2 separate regions of the Astyanax mexicanus genome follow, and region 1 is linked to region 2. Evidence: chromatin contacts called from public Hi-C data. All regions are on one chromosome and are shown on one strand. Each heading gives the region's core, a stretch centred on a gene start, on an enhancer-like site or on the middle of the called end of the contact. The rest is flanking DNA. Distances are from core to core; before and after follow the strand shown. Region 1 overlaps abhd15a (abhydrolase domain containing 15a). Region 2 holds the start of exo5 (exonuclease 5).

Region 1 (2,945 bases), core at 356-2,855, 60 kb after region 2:
CAAACATGCAAGTCTGATTGCAGACAATTATACAAACATATTGGATCAGTACTTTGCATTGCAACATTTGTTTGAGGTGTGAAAAGTAATTTTAGCGCCACTGACCATGTAGGAGAACCCTATAATTTTTATATTTTATATAAATTAATCCTGAAGCCAGACTATGAAGGAACACAAAAGGAATCATGTAGTAACTTAAAAGTGTTTAACAAACCAAAATACTCTGTAAAGCATTTACATAAGCTCTTATCTGGGGTGCTGTTAACTTGTTGTTTCTGAGACTGAAAACTCTGATGAACTTATACTGTGCAAAAGAGGTAGTTCTTGCTCTTATTTTCCTGAGGCAGTCCTGATGAGAGCCAGTTTCATCATAACATTTTTGATGGTCTTTGCGACTGCACTTGCAGATATTTTTAAGTTCTTTAATTTTTTTTTAAACTTAAGTAGTTCTTGCCATAATATGGAATAACATATTACTCTTAATCCATTACACTTTTGTTTAACCCTTTTTTTGTTTACTAAATAATGTTTTTCTTTACAGTTTGAATAACTTTAGAAATAATCTATTATGGAGACCAATTTGAAATAATAAAAAACCTCAGAATTTAAGGCCTACACACTTTTGACTGGTACTGTTTATCCTCTATCCTCTTGTCTTTCATCATTCGTCAAGGGATGCTGTTGGCTGGGGGTTTCTGATTGGTGGACTACTTACAGTCCAGCAGCACTGCTGTCTCAGACCCACTCCTACCAGCACAGCCCACACTAACACCTCATACACCACCACCATGCCACAGTGTCACTGTAGTGCTGAGAATAAATGAGGATAATAATAAAGTATAATAATAAAGTATGCAGAGAAACATATTACAGTCTACAGTTACAATTATAGAACTACAAAATACTCCTATATACTCAGTGGAGCTGAAATATGGACAATGGATGTAGAAACAAGGAGGTTGTCATAATAATTTAATTAGGCTGGGGAATATTAGGTTATAGGCCTATACCATACAAAAGGCTTATTAAGCCCAGCTTACTTTTAGTTTTTCTTTTTTTATAGTTCATATGAACTTGCTTGATTTATTTAAAATGAGATTAAAACTACTTTAAAAATCCTTGTTTATCATTTAAATGTACCCTTCTAATTTATAATAAATGAATAGAAATATAGAAATAAATAGAAACATGCACAACTCCCGACTACATCCTCTGTGCTACAGCCATATTCAAGACCTGGTTTCAACTTTGCATAACCAAAATTGGTTTAGCACAGCCATTTTTCAAAAAAAAAAACATTAACCTGAAGCACAACAAATTGAAATACAATATTTGCCATGGTAACCACTGATGATTATCTAGCTCTATTGATTTTTGTGATGTGTCTGTGGGGGTTTGTGAGCTCTGACCCATATTTCATTATGATGACCTGCTTTTCCTCAGGAAGAGATCGTTGCTGATTATGTTTGATTTTTTTTCCTGCAGGTACAGAACAGCGCTGAGCGAGGTGATCCACACTGACAGCCTGTTCTCCAGCAGCTCTCTGAGGTCCATGGAAGAGGTGCTCTTTTGCCAGGCTGGCCTGAAAGGGGTGCAGGTCGAGGGGGCCTGGGAGGCCTACTGGGAGCGGAACGACCCGCTAAGGGACGTGGACGAGGTGGCCATCCCCGTGCTGTGCGTGTGCAGCCGGGACGATCCCGTCCGTGGTGAGTCTCAGGCCACGCTGCCCCTGGAGCTCTTCGAGAGCAACCCGCACTTCTTCCTGCTGCTTTCTGCTCAGGGTGGACACTGTGGGTTCTCCATGTCTGAGGAGGACCCCATGCTCTGGAGCCACCAGGCTCTGCTGGAGTTCTTTAGAGCCACCACAGACTTCTTCGCCGCTGAGGAGAGGTCTAAGCTGGCGGCGAGACGAAGAGGGCTCAGTGGGGCTGGAAAGTCTTTCCGTCATCGCAGCGTGAGCACCTGCAAGAGGCAGCCTGTCTGCTCCCACAACATCCATGCGATCTACAACTGGCAAAGGTCCTATACCAGATGATGAGCACTGATGAGTTTCTTTAACTTGAAATAGGAGTTTGGGGGAGAGCTGTGTGTTGTGGACCAAGGATGCAGTGACAATCACAAAATCTTGGATATGCACGTATATTCAGTCTACACAAATATTTTTTATGTATCTGATCTGGCCAAAATTTATTTTAAAATATATTTCTTAATTTTGGGCAAGACAATATAATTTCGATATTAATATGAACAATATAAATGCCACAGATGCAAAAACTGCCAAACATGCCCACAACAGAAAAAAAAAACTTCTGAAAATTGAATTTTGCCCACTGTAATGTCTGTTAGGCCAGTGAATTTTGTTGGATAATATATTGTACTGAAATTATTGCAACTGCCGATATATTTTATTGTAATTTAAAGGTTAAAAAGTTAAAAGTTTCATGCCACTGATTTAATGATAATACAGTACCATAATATTGCAGTTACACATTACATTTTAAAAAGCAATTAACATTTAATTATTGAGACATTTTAATCAAACTATAAAAGTTCTTAAATGTCCAACACAAATAAAAACATAAAAAATTTAAAAACACAGTCATGTTAATGGATTAATCACAATGGGTACTAATGAGGTCAATAAATTACAAATTATTGAGGTCAGCAAATTATTAAGGTCATGTCCATATATAAAGTTTGATAAATTGATAATGATGTTATTGTGACATTCTCTGAAAATGTATTTTGAAAAATATGAAGAAACGTGTTTTAAAGGAGAACTCCGATTTCTCAGTTTTAAAGGAGAAAAGCGATTTATGTGCAGGGGCAAATTATGCCCCGTTAAAACCCATTCTAGTCTTTTCAGAAAAAAATGCACAAAATTACTGTAATCTCGGAAAGCTGCGGGAGAACGGAGGTGGGCTATTCAACCAAGGTTAGTACTC
Region 2 (2,971 bases), core at 16-2,515:
ATATTGGTATCGACACAAGCGACACTGGCCGCACTTCTACAACTGGCAGACACTGTAGTAAGTAATAAAGTACCGTACAAATACTTTGTTTCCTTACTTATATAGATATTTAGGTTATCTATACTTTACTGGAGAAATGATTTTTACATTTTCACACAATTATTTGAATTTTCTACATCTTACATTTTAAAAATAGTCTTGTTACTCCTATTTATTTTTTATTTGTTTTATTCCGGCTTCTCATCATTGAAAAAAAAAAAAACTATCCAGATAAATATCTCCATCCCGATAGAGTAAATTTGACTTTGATTGGATGTGAAGTATTAACATACCATTCCGACACCCTATTGGTTGATAGGCAATCCACATGCACTATTTAACCCTGTGACGTGGCCAAAGCTTTTGTTCCTAATGCCATTTTCCCCCTTAATTACTTTTACTTTTATACTTTAAGCAGTTTTGAAAGCAGTATGTTTACACTTTTACTTAAAAAATAAAGGCTTGAGTTAATTTTAAACCCTAGTATCTATGACTTCTACCTGAGTAATGAATGTGAATACTTTTCACACCTTTGGACACTGGCCAATTCACTGATTTAAAGCTCCACTAGGTAGGATTGAGATTTTGTGCTCGTGGCCCCCCCCCCCCCCCCCACCGTTGTAGAGTGTAATAAATGTTTCAGGCGGATTAGTTTCTCTTTCTCGTTTTCTGGCTTTCACAGACATATTCGGTCTCTTTCCAGCTTCTGCCAGAGCGACTGTATGTTAGTTTGTAAAGAATGAACCAGTAATCTTTGTAGAACTGTTAGAACTAAAGGTCGGAAAGCAGGTCGCAGTTCTCCCGAGCGTTGGTCGCGGCCGCCTCTGAAAACATACAAAGTCTGGTTTGAGCTCAGAGAGCACTGCGTGCTATTCCTCCTAATACACCTCAATGCAGCGCTGCAGTGAGTTTCAAGCTGTAATTTTACTTCTTTAAAAAGATAAAAAAATCTAGGAAATTCTACCTAGTGCTGCTTTAAGCTAAATTTAGTTCATTACTTTATTCGTTAAGTTATAAATGTATACTGGGGTGTGTAGTGTCTCTAAAAGATAGAAATGTTTATATGCATCAAAATCTTAAGTTTTACCTTATTATTAAATATTTCTTTACTATTTTATGTTTGGGACATTTATAATCAAATTCGATTTCTAATGTAAACACGCTGTATTAAAAACTAGAATGCGTTGCCGTAGTGATTCACGTGTGAGCCAATGGTGTTGCGGGGGCGTGCCCTAAACTGGAGGCATGTCCAGGCATAACACAAACACACAGGAAGTGAGTCAGAACATGAAGATCTATAGCTAGTAAATAGAGAGAGGTGTGAGTAAGTGAGTGATGGGACCTGTGATACCTTTAATACGCGCGTGATTATCACAACATGTGAACACGTGATTACAGCAGCAGTATAATCACCAGTACTCTGTAATAGTGATGAGAGTCTGAGCTGCTGCTGCTGCTGTTATCATGGAGTCTCAGAGTGAAGAGTGGGACAACATCAGCGACTCTGAGCTCCTGGATATCGATCTAGATCACTACAGCTCAGGTAATTATCACACCATGATCATTACTACATTAATAATTTTAAACACCAGAAATACTAACCTTATGACCAGCTAAGTTACCAGCGCCTGCTCACACTCAGTAGACAGTTGTAGATTGTATTAGCTTAGCTAGCGTTAGCTTAGTATGTTCATACAGAGAGATTTGTAAAAAAAAAACTTGCTTTAGTTAAAATTAAGAGTATTTTTATATGGTTTATTGATTTACTAATGAATCTGTAGTATCTAAACATGTATGGTCAGTAGATGTTCAGGCTCGCTGTGGTCACGAGGCGGCGCTGTTGTTGTTTTGTTGAATTATTATCACGTGTCTGCTGCTGTGTGATAAGTCAGTATCTACACTACAAGGTTTCTTCTGTTTTAGTTTGATAGCGTTAAATATGTCTTATGTAACGTATTTCAATGCTTTAGTTAAGCCGTTCTGTTTTCACATGTCCAGTCTGTTTGCTAAAATCTAGTCAAGCTTGTTTTTTGTGATATTGTCTCTTTTTCATTTGAATTGATTAATTTGTTTCACACTGCTACATATAAATTAAGCCAAATTATAGCCTACACAGGAGTTTTGATTGTGTTGTACACTCCCCTGATTGCAATATTAATGTGGTCCTAAACTGGACTACATATGGCATTTACATATCACTTTATCACTTGGAATTAATAATTTATAAAAAAAAAACTATATATAATAAAATAATAATTAAAATAATTACAAAATAATTAATCTTATAATTAATTTGTAATTTAATAATTTCCATAATTAGTATATTTTTTTCTTTTTACAGAATTCCCATTTACAGCTTCTGAATGAAACTACAATTAATTTTATATGCAATTCTGGTCAAAATTTTTAGAAAACCCACTTTAATAACCAGCAATGGTAAAAAATACAGTGTACAAATTTAGGCAGTAAATTTTTTTTTAAGGCCTTTAAAAGACCATTAAACCCCCTGTTTTTTGCTGACTCTACTCTCAGCTCAATTTGAAAAATGCCTTAAAAAAAAAAAGAGGGGTAGTTTAAGAGGGGCACTGGGTGATGTATGGGTTTAAAGTCAGAGCAGGAGTGAAAGCTGATTGAGGTCATAGAGGTTTTTTAAAAAAAATAATAATACTACTTTTAGTGTTGTAAAAAATGTAATAAAATAAAGGCATGATTATTCTTCAACAAAAAATTGTTAACACCATACAGCTGGTACGTAGCAATGGAAATAAACTGAGCACTGGAAATTGATTTTTAAAAATGTATATTTACCAAGCCTTAATCTGTAGTAAAGCAATGCTGGTACATATCATGTTACTGCAGTCTCCACTGCAGCATTTACACACTTACACACAGCTCATTAACACATTCATCATAATAACTAGAAAAACACACA

What was found. A called contact is a pair of places that touch in the nucleus more often than the background predicts.
Region 1: a contact with region 2 is called in a Hi-C map of muscle, with 8 times the contacts expected there. The contact joins the enhancer-like site here to the promoter of exo5 in region 2. A contact is called at or near these places in 3 of 3 Hi-C or Micro-C datasets (blood and muscle).

Annotation. Positions count from the first base shown.
Region 1 is chr18:15,743,071-15,746,015 of AstMex3_surface, forward strand. It overlaps abhd15a (abhydrolase domain containing 15a), which reads left to right. Exons shown (of 3, transcript XM_007245927.4): 3 at 1,486-2,945. The coding sequence ends at 2,035. Among protein-coding and RNA genes, the nearest start is that of abhd15a, 9.6 kb to the left of the region's middle. Within about 2 kb of position 1,606, the one cell type or tissue checked has an H3K27ac peak away from gene starts, as active enhancers do.
Region 2 is chr18:15,683,034-15,686,004 of AstMex3_surface, forward strand. exo5 (exonuclease 5) reads left to right here and starts at 1,266. Exons shown (of 6, transcript XM_007245926.4): 1 at 1,266-1,582. The coding sequence starts at 1,504.